Regions from separate parts of the Rattus norvegicus genome. Here region 1 is linked to region 2. A link is a contact called in public Hi-C data. All regions are on one chromosome and are shown on one strand. The core of a region is the stretch at or near the end of the contact, and the rest is flanking DNA. Distances in the headings are between cores, read along the strand shown. Region 1 overlaps Atxn2 (ataxin 2). Region 2 holds the start of Pheta1 (PH domain containing endocytic trafficking adaptor 1).

Region 1 (5,201 bases), core at 2,589-5,088, 41 kb after region 2:
GGCGTTCCAAGTCTTGATTTTTTTTTTTTTAAAGCGGTAATAGCAGCAAGAATCACTCTTGTTACTTCTGTTGCTAGCTGATGTGTTCATGACTCTCAAGGGCCATTAAAAAATAAATAACTTCCAGTTTCAGCAAGCAGAGCTGGGTACTTGAGGACCCTGCAACAGCACATGGAGTTATGGAACAGCCACAAGTCCCTACATGCCTCTACTCGGTCCAGAACATCCTCCACTGCAAGTGAACTGTTAGCATTCCTACCGATGTTAAATCAGTGTATCTTTTTTAAAAAAAAAAACAAAATAAATGAAGTTCTAGTTTTCTGTGCTTCCAGTTGGCAGAAGCAGTAGAAGGGAGGAGGGGATTTGGCCTTTCGGTTCCTCCAGGGCAGACTTACAACTGCTGTTGGTGGTGGGCTTGTACTGTAAAAAAGAAAAGTGGCTATTTAAACAACACAGGACTGCTGCCCACCAGCCTAGTGTCTGTCTGCAGCACGTGACTGTCAACTGCTCTTGTGCTAGCTGAGTAAGGCCAGAGGTTTAATGCTGCCCTCTCTCCCCCAGCTGCAGCCAAGGTGGGGTTGGGGAGGGAGGGAAGGGGAGGTGAGGAGAAACAAACCAGTCAGACGTAAAACCACTTCAGATACAAGTCCTGGACTTGCTGCTTGTGGAGCACAGGCCTTCACTCCCCCTCCCACTAATGCTAGCCAAGCACCACTGCTTTCCAAGTCACAGGGAAGACAGGTGTCGTCACAGTAGCCATCCAGTACGAGACATCATGGGTGTCCTGTGTCCAGGCACAGGCTGGGGCTAAAACTACACTCAAACCAGTCCGCAATCAGCACGTGCTCATCAGTGTTCTTCTCCAAGCTACAATCAAACTTGGCCATGGGCATAAACCCCCCACATCAGCCTATAAAGGACTCGGGAAGGAACACGCGTGCCCTATCCAGCCTATCATACATAACCAGGAAGGCCAACTGAGTCCTCGGCATGCATCAGCTACCCAGAATGAGGCTGCTGCTTCTCAAGCCAACCCTGATACCAGCAGAACACACACAGATTCTGATGCTCCCTGACCGTCACGATCCCTCCTGTGCACACTTGGTCGGGCCTTGCTAGTCAGGTTTGCAGCCTGAAGCACTGGTCCTGCCTGCCATTCTACCTCTGCGAGCAGAACTCGGGGTGCCCCGGCGGCCCCTGCACACACACGCCTCACCTGAAGGGTGCGTCATATAGGGGAAATGCGCTGTTGTCGAGACTGGAATGGGCTGTAGTGCACTTTGAGCGAGGGCGGCCTGGGGACCGCCGGGTGGCTGTGTCGTCATAAGCATCATTGGCGCATGGGCAGTTGGATGAGAAGGAACCATTCCTGACTGTACATGAGCCTGAAACAGAGAGCTCTTTTACGCATACAGGCAACATCTCCTTCTTAAACAACAAGTCAACTATTCCTTTCATTGGACTAGGGCTCAAGAAGGGGCAAGATGGACTTCTTGGGTCACTGTGAGGTAGATCCTGCAGGGATAAATGGGGAAGTTGGCTACAGCCTCCTAGTCCCCAACATGTCTGCTCAGATTACCACACAGGGTAAGGTCTTCACCAAAAGCAGGCCTCTATTAGGTTGGGAAGGGCACTTTCTTAGCTATGGCGCATGGCCAAAGATATCAATGCCCCTTTCAAGTCAGAAAGCCTGACAAGGGCCTGCAGGGGGGCAGCCTCCCCAGCACCCTCAGCAGCTTCCTGAGTCTCCTCTTCCGCCCTTCCCCAGTCATGATGGGTTCCCCAAAGTAGGGTGAAGTGGCACTTAGGCCCCTCCCTTTAAAAGCTTAGCTGATGGAGCAGAGGCTGCAGTTACTGGCTCCACTGAGATGATGTCAGAGAGTGATCTGAAGTTGGATCAACCCGGTGCTCCATATCAAGTGGCAACAAAGTTAAGTTAGAAAGGTGATGTCAGCTAACGGGGTTGGTAAGCTCGACCTCGGCTCTGCAGGGAGTGGGCCGAGCAGGAAGAAGCTGCTTCCTGCCTCCCATCCTGTGCACCGCTCTAGACCATCACACCAGCAAAGCACTGGTTCACACCTCCAAACAGGCCTGTGGCTCTCTGCTTTCCCTATATTAGCCTCTTACTCTCTGACAAAACACATAAGTGAGGTTTGGGGTGAGCCCATCTTACACATAAATTCACAACCTCTGCTGGACACTCACAGGACCCTGATTCTCTTAAGTCTCACTCCACCAAAGCACACTGACCAAACTGGCTGCCCTCCCCACTGTTGCCAGCCAATCAACAGGAGTATATTCTAGGGGAAGGACAGTAACAAGCTAGCCTTCTGCAAGAGACCCAACTACACGGCATCTTTAGCTCACACCTTGCCAGAGCCTCACTGGCACACTGAGACAGGAAATAGAATCATTCAGTAACTCTTCTAAGTGAGACCCACCTCAGGGAACCATGATCAAAAATAGCAGAAACATCTGATGCAGCCACCGTACGCTAACAGCTATAGAGAGGGCCTCTCCATGGCCCTGGGCTGCCCTGGCTCTATCAGCAACCACACCTTTCAACCTCAGACCTTACACTGGGGGTAAGAAAACTCCAGATGATCCTGGGGCTACTCTGGAGCTTCAGTTCCACTGCACCATAGTCCAAGGCCCGAGCTCAGGAAGCACAGTACAGGATAACAGCAGAGGTAACCAGGCAAAACAACTGGGACACTTCTCAGAATTCCTGTGACTAACTCAAGCTAACAGGCCCAGTGCAGTCCCCCTCAGAGAGCTGAGAACCGCTGCCTGCCACCCTGCTCTCGGGCTCTCACATGTGCGTGTGTAGAGGTGTCTGTATGTGTACACATATACACAGTGGTGAAGCTAGAGAGACGGAGCGAAGCAGACACAGAAAGGAAAGGACTGGGGTGCATTCCAGACTCAGAGTTTTAGGTCTCAGCTGGGAAATGCTAAATCACAATTTCACTGATCCATCACAAAATCATAGCAACATTCACTGAGGGCCAGAAGATCACGTACTAAGCAGGAAAGGGGCAGACAGGCAGATGGCACCACACACAGGGTTTCCTGGCTTGGGGAGCAACTGGCTCCTTGCTGCTTATCTGACCACCACCACTCCCTATGTGGCCTTCACAAAAACTTGGCTAGTGCTGGTTTACCTGAGGTACGTGGGCCATGTGGGGTGGGGTGGTGTATGCCGGCTGAACATGAGAAGGATGGATGGTGAAGACTGTCTGTGGTGCTGCTGGGAAACTGCTCTGTGGAGACTGTGTATTAGAGGCAGGTGTCATGGAAGGTGGTGTTGGTGCCAGCCCCGCGTGATAAATGGCCGACTGCTGCTGTGGACTGGCCAGGTGAAGAGCCTGGGCGGCCTGGTGCTGATGGTGCTGTAAAGCAATAGGAAACTTCTTCACTGAGAAGCCACTGGGGTCAGAGCATCATAGAGTGACAGCAACAGGCCAGCACATCCCACCACACCCCAGGGAGGTGAGAAGGGAGAGCACAGGCATGCCCTGACCAGAGGGTCTTTTCTGGAACTCGAGCCCAAGTCTCAGTTGGGCAGTTACAAGCCCAAACAAGGCCTTAACTGTCCTCATTAGCACGTGTGACTGAGGAAGCCAACAGAAGGCAGCATTATGGCTTGGTTTCAAGAATGAAATTCCAGAGTGCTTTATACTTAACTAAGAGCCTTTTAACACTTCTGTTTCTGGCATTCACCCTTAGGGAATGGCCTACCTCGACGCACATTTTCAAGACCTCCCCTGTACCCACAACAGCTCGCAGCTGCTTGAGGATGGTGGCCCTGATCACACGGAGTCTTGTAAGTAAAGTGGCAGGGACAAGCGAGCAAGGGAGCAGCTGTGCACGCACAGGTCAGGCCTCTGCTTACCTGAACAGGACTGGGTGCAGGATGACTTCCACCATGCTGGCTTTGTTGCTGTCCGGTGGGAGTGGCCGAAGGCTGAGGATGTGGAGGGTGTGGATGCAGGGTGGCATTAGGATGTGCGTACTGCTGAGCGAGGGAGCCGGTGGAAACTGGGGTGAGAGGAAAAGGAATGTGTACAATTGACACACATCGATGACCCCTGCCAGCCCACCTATGCCTAATTTACAGTGCTTTCCTGACCACTGCAGTATAACTCATTCCACTGCCATTCTCTGAAGCCCTGTACAGCAGGCCCAGTCTAGTCCGAAAAATAGATGGAAGGGCTCTGCCGGACAAGGCCAGCATGTGACCCATATGCTATAGCTCTACACACTGCGCTAACACTGAGTCAGTTTGACTTTACTCAGACAGTCCCTGTTTCTCTTGGAGGCTTAGGTAGAAACAACTCCAACAGACACACACTGGCCCAAATGAAGACAGTGCAGCCTCTCTTACAAGGTCGGCATCTGATTACCTCACCATGCTACTGCCCAGGAATGGTCCCTGTGCACAAGCCATCTCAGTCAGTCACATGCCCACTTCACTATTCGGTCCCCGCTGAGGATCTCCTAATCAAGGCCTGGAGAGGAGACTGTCCGCCCCGCCCTGTTATCTAGAACAACACCAAAGCAACAGCTTTTTAACATCTCTTTAATGTGACCACAAAGACAGACCCGGAGGCAGCTCTTTGTCCATCTAGGAGGATAAACAAGGAGATCAAGTGTTAAGTGAACCATGCCTTTACAGAGCATCATGCTGAGAATGGAAGCCAGGGAAGGCCTCACTCTACTGAGTCTGGGTAGCTCAGGGCACCAAGCACCAACTAAACATCAAGCAGAAACTGAACTGCTCTCAGGACGCACATCTCATCTGAGCCCTTAGCTCTCCACAGCCACGCCCACACACAGATGTTGCCACAGTTTCATGCACTTTGGGTAACATGTCAGCAAACACTGATATGGTGTGACAGAGAAGCAAAACCACTTAGGGTCAGCACCAAAGCTCCCAGAATAGCCAGCATGGAGGACTCTGGCTGCATGCCAGCTAAGTAAGGGACAGGGAACATTCCTGAGATGTCACAGTGCAGGGCAGGGCATCCTATTTCCAATGTGTGGTCTTGAATGGCGAATGCATCTGAGAGGACAAAGCAGAGTGCCCGAGCTGGCATGGCCTTTGTATCCAACCACCAAGGCCACAGCTCCCACCAATGTCCCTCAGTATCCAGCTGAGACTGATGAAGGCAACTGTGCTCAGAACCTTTGAAAGCTTC
Region 2 (5,111 bases), core at 1,587-4,086:
AATCCTCCTGCTGTGGGGGCAGCAGGAGAGTTCTGGAGCTGCTGGAAAATAACCTAGATAAAATGCAGGATCAGTCCAGACTGTCAGGGAGGAAGGGACAGGGCATTCTAACACATGCCTCCCAGAAAGCACACACTGGGGCAGCAGCAGGCAGTAGGGCTTATCAGGGAGTGGCACGTGCGTGTGTTACCAGTGTGGCCACTTGGAGGAGACAGACCCTGCAACCAAGGGTCCCCTGTCACGACTTCACTTCACCCAGATGGCTGCCATCCTTTCAAAGAGTCAGGAATGCAGTAGGCACTCAACTAATGCCACCCCCTCTACGTCTGGAGGGATGAGGTCTGGGTGATGGCTCTGCAGGGCCAGGCTGTGCCACCTGACCTGGGTGGAGGGAGAAGCTGTTGCCAAACAATACTTTTTTTTTTTTTTTTTTTTTTTTTTTTTTTGCCACCTCATGCACATTGGAGTCAGGGACAGCTTCCTGCAGAACCAGAGGCTAACACCTGCTTGGCCCAGGGCAATGGGGCCGGAGCCTCAGCCCCTGAAGGCTCAGGTGAGTTCAATCCCCAGTCTGCCTCCTGCTGCTGTGTGGCTTCTTATGCCAGCTGTCCCTCTCTGTGCCTCTGTTTCCTTCTGCACGCATGACTCATACACCCCTCCGAAATCAGTCGCACGTGACTCACAGGCCCACTTCTCACGGAACCTACCGCAAGCCGCTCACTCCCGTCCCAAGGTGGCTCACAGTCTCCAGGCTGGGTCACCTCAGGGGCACACAGTCAGTCTCTCTGGACCTCTCCTTCTTTGTCTATAATATGAGAGCAGAACTATCGGAGTCAAGGTTATGGCAATGAGACTGGACACAGGGAACCGGGCCCTCTGTCTGTGGCAGCCGTTGACGGTATACTTGGCGGCGGCTCCACCTTTGTCCCTTCCTATCTGGCTGCCTCAAGGTAACATCACCTCTCTAGGGCCCTCCCCTGGGACCACAGAGGGACTCTTGCCTCCCGTGACTTCTAACTGCCTCTAGCCCAGCCCAACCCCGAATCTCAGCTCCTTCCCCAACCTCTGCCTGCCACCTGGCTACCTTGCTCAAATACACCAGACACTTTCCTCCCTGGGGTGCCTTCTTTTCCTACCTCCTCCCAGGCTTCACTATTGCCTAGAAGGAGGAGGTGGCACCCTCTGACCAAAACAGACCACCCGGCACTATCCTGCACCCCCGCTGGAAATTATACCTGGATCACTCATGCCTGCTCTGGAAGGGGAGGATTTTTCCGTCTGGATTTGAGTGTCCAGTGTGTAGTGTGTGCTCAGGAGCCTACACGACAAAGCAAACCGTTGTCAACATGAGGACTCTGGGACAAGGGGTGGTCCCCATCCCACATTCATAGATGTGAAAAAGACCAGGGCTCGGAGCAAACACCCCAGTGGGGCAGAAACCTTGGGTCCTTCTTCCCCACCTAGACTGACACTATCTTGCCTGGGGCCGGCCCATCAGCCATCCTCCCTCAACTGCCCAGGTGGGGGTACCCTGGCCCAAGGTCACCAACAGACAGAAGGCCCAGCCAGGTCCCTAGTCCTTGCCTGCTCTGGCTCGGCAAACACACAGGCTCTAGCTTCCCGTTGGAGGGAGCAAGCGCTCCCCACTTTCCAACTGTCCTGCTGTATTCAGGTTCAAAGTCTGCTAAGCGCACCAAGCTACAAGTAACAGGACCTAAGCAAGATACTTTAGGGACCAAGTTGCTGTCCCCGCTGGTCCAGGTTGGAAGACCAGTCACTGGCACTTCCCAGACCTCAGTTGCTTCAATGGGTTTCAAGGAGGCTCAGCTGAGCTAACATAAGGACAGCCCGTGACAAACTTTAGGGAGAGTATTCTAAAATAAGACAAACCCAAAGTGGCCCTCACACCTGCCATTCCAGCACTTGGAAGGCAGAGGCCAGCCTGACTCAGACACAGCAAGACCCTGTTTTGTTTTGTTTATTTTAAAACAAAAACAAAAACACCACCACCACCACCACCAACAACAACAACAACAAAAAACGGACACTTGCTTGGTATAGCGGTGCACACCTTTGATGCAAAGATATAGATGGATCTCTGCGAGGATAGTCTGGTCTACATAGTGAGTTCCAGGCCAGCCAAGGCTATGCAGTTAAGACTCTTGTCTCAAAACCAACAAAACCGGGGCTGGGGATTTAGCTCAGTGGTAGAGCGCTTACCTAGGAAGCGCAAGGCCCTGGGTTCGGTCCCCAGCTCCGAAAAAAAGAACCAAAAAAAAAAAAAAAAAAAAAAAAAAAACCAACAAAACCCACAAAAAGGCAGGACTGGCAAAACGGATAAAGGCGCTTGCTGCCACGCTTTCTGACCTGAGTTCGATTCCCAGAAACCAAGTGGAAGAATTAAAAGAACCGACTCCGGCAAGTTGTCTTCTGACCTCCACACGCGCACGCATAAACAAAAAATAAATATAGGAAAATCTAAGACAAGCGATGACCCCACCATCCGTGGGGTTACAGCTGGCCCCAAGGATAGGACTTGAGGGAAACTGAGGCAGTCACTGCTGCACAACCTCAAGTCCAGGCGGCGCTCGGCCCGGCCCTGATGGAGGCCGCGGGCGAGTCCCGGGCGACAGCTGCGCGGATGCCGTCCCCGTCGCAGTCCCCTCCCGCCCGGCCTTACCTAGAAGTGGGACAGACGCGATGGCCTGTCCCGCCCATGGCCCGGAACCACTCGGGGGCGGCTACGAGAGGGCGCTTTGTCTCCCGGAGGCCGAGCCGCGGCGACCCGCGGGCGCCCCTTTAACCCTGAGCGGCCCGCCCAGTAGGGTCCCGCCCCTGAAGCACATACGCCTGCTCATTGGTCAGCCCCACAAGACCCCGCCTCCTGGTTTGCCACGCCCCCACGCCCGCGCCTGAAAAGCACTCTTAAAGGGACCGTGCCGGGGTCAGGAGTCCCCAGAGTTCTGTCCCAGAAGACCTGAGGATTTGAGCTGAGGAAAAACTGGCGCAGCTAAGACACAAAGCTTGCGAGGCGGCGAGGCGGGTAAAGGCGCCTGCCGCCAAGCCTGGTGACCTGTAAGGTAGAAGGTTCCAGAGAACTGACTCCCACAAGTTGCTAACCATGGCGCGCTCAAGGTACACACAGTATCTCTGTGAGTTCGAGGCCAGCCTGGTCTACAAAGTGAGCCCAGAACAGCCAGAGCTACACAGAGAAACCCTGTCTCGAAAATAAAAATTAAAAAAAAAGAGAAAAAAGGAAAGAGAAAGTCTGCTGTAAACGCAGAGGATACCGAGCCATCCAAACACTTGCCCAGGTGAAGAAAGTTCTAGAAGTGAGCAGAGTTGGAGGACCACCGACCCACTGCACCCCTGCGTGACCTTCCAGAGCAGTTCCTCAGCTTCTCTGGGAGTCTATGTAAAATATACAGACAAAGAGTTACAGGGTGTGACTGAACTGCAAGCGCTTCCAGTGAGTAGGAATTGCTGGGGTTTCCCCTGCTTCCCAAAAATCACAGGGACCCGCCTCCCAGAATCCTTCACTTCCTGGTCTATCTGCCTCCTCTTCCTATCCGGAGAACAAGAGCAAAACAGGACAGACCAGGATTCCACAGCGTCTCACTAGCGCCTACTAAGGTGCAGACCGATCCAGAGAGAAATAGCCAAGAGTCAATCAACAAACAGTTCTAACTTGGTGTGAGGCAGGAATAGGCAACAGCAGGAGTACAGGGCTAAGACAAACTCTCAGGAATGGCCACTGAGGAGCAGCGACCTAACCCACTGGAGACCTGCACTTTTAGGAAGCCATATTGCGTAGGACCCTGTGAACTTTGGGAAAACTTTGCTTTGGTAGTAGTATTTGTGATTTCAGGCCTTGGGAGGAAGAGGTAAGAGGACTGTGTGTGTGTGCACACGCGTGTACATATATACGTACACATACATATATAGCTGTAGCAAGATTATGATTCAAAATTACAATTAATTAATAATTATTAAATAAATTGGTAGTTTATTAGATAAATCATTAATTTACTGAATAAATTAATTAGTAGACTAAATTGGTCTTGAACTCACAGAGAGCCTCTTGTCTGCCTCCCAATTTGGGGGATTTATTTCCCGCCCTCTGATGCCTCTCCCGTGGAGGATTTTGAGCATAAATGCAGTCTTTAGGGGGCTGTAGGACAAGAGGGAAGGCTAGGAGGCCAGTCATGAGGCTACTGCAGTGGTCTGAGCGAGTCATGATGGCAACTTGGAGGAGAGAGGGGGAGAGAAGTACGAAGTGGGCAAACTTTGTGCGTGCTTTTAAGATCTATGCAAGATTTCTTGATGGTTTTCTGTCGAGATGAGAGACTCCAAAAAGGAGTTAGAAATGGATCCATGTCTTTGGGCCTAAGTAACAGACATAACCAGAGCGTCTGGAAGGGGAAAGCCTAGGCGATGTTTTACCGGGCTGGAGCCAGAGGGGATCCATCTACAAAGACAAAACCAGCTCAGTACCTCACACCACAGGCGAAGGCTGACGCCAAACAGATTACGATCCCAACAGGAGGGGTCTTATGTTGACCTAGAAAACTTCTGAGGCGCTAAAGGGGAGTGCATTGGCATGTACCAGGCCCTGGTGGGATCGCCAAGCCTGAGGGACAGTCCCAACCTTCCTGAGGGAGGAAGGGAAGAAGGAAGGTTCTTAGTTGGTCTCGAGCCATTGATCAGTCAGCCAGTTGTCAGTCAGTTGTCAGTTGTCAGCTGTCAGCCAGTCAGTCAGCCACTTGTCAGTCAGCTGTCAGTCACTCAGTCAGTTGTCAGTCAGCTGTCAGTTGTCAGTCAGTTGTTAGTCTGTCAGTCAGTCAGTTGTTAGTCTTTCAGTCAGCTGCCAGTCATCTGGTAATGTTTGGTGGTTGTCAGTCAGTTCTCAGTCGCTAAGAGTCTCTTCAGAGGTCAGTCAGTCAGAGGTCAGCCATGTGTCTGATCAGTTAGGCAGCACTCAGTGAGTGGCCTGTCAGTTATCAGTCAGTGGCCTGTCCTAAGTGCCATTTAGCTTTTATCCAGTGGTCAGCCTGTTAGTCCTGGCTTGACTGGATTCAACATGGCGGCCGCTGTCAAACATACAGTTGTGT

Evidence for each region. A called contact is a pair of places that touch in the nucleus more often than the background predicts.
Region 1: a contact with region 2 is called in a Hi-C map of Schwann cells, with 2.6 times the contacts expected there. The contact joins the enhancer-like site here to the promoter of Pheta1 in region 2. A contact is called at or near these places in 10 of 12 Hi-C or Micro-C datasets (the A7r5 cell line, the Rat2 cell line, Schwann cells and 6 more).

What each region holds. Positions count from the first base shown.
Region 1 is chr12:40,415,048-40,420,248 of GRCr8, forward strand. It overlaps Atxn2 (ataxin 2), which reads right to left. Exons shown (of 25, transcript NM_001419737.1): 22 at 3,896-4,041; 23 at 3,165-3,392; 24 at 1,217-1,385; 25 at 1-420. The coding sequence ends at 392. Among named protein-coding and RNA genes, the nearest start is that of Sh2b3, 25 kb to the left of the region's middle. Within about 2 kb of position 3,839, at least 21 of the 93 cell types and tissues checked have an H3K27ac peak or open chromatin away from gene starts, as enhancers often do. A contact at or near this core is called in Schwann cells, where this site is marked.
Region 2 is chr12:40,374,974-40,380,084 of GRCr8, forward strand. It overlaps Pheta1 (PH domain containing endocytic trafficking adaptor 1), which reads right to left and starts at 2,837. Exons shown (of 4, transcript NM_001376816.1): 1 at 2,681-2,837; 2 at 1,236-1,318; 3 at 708-805.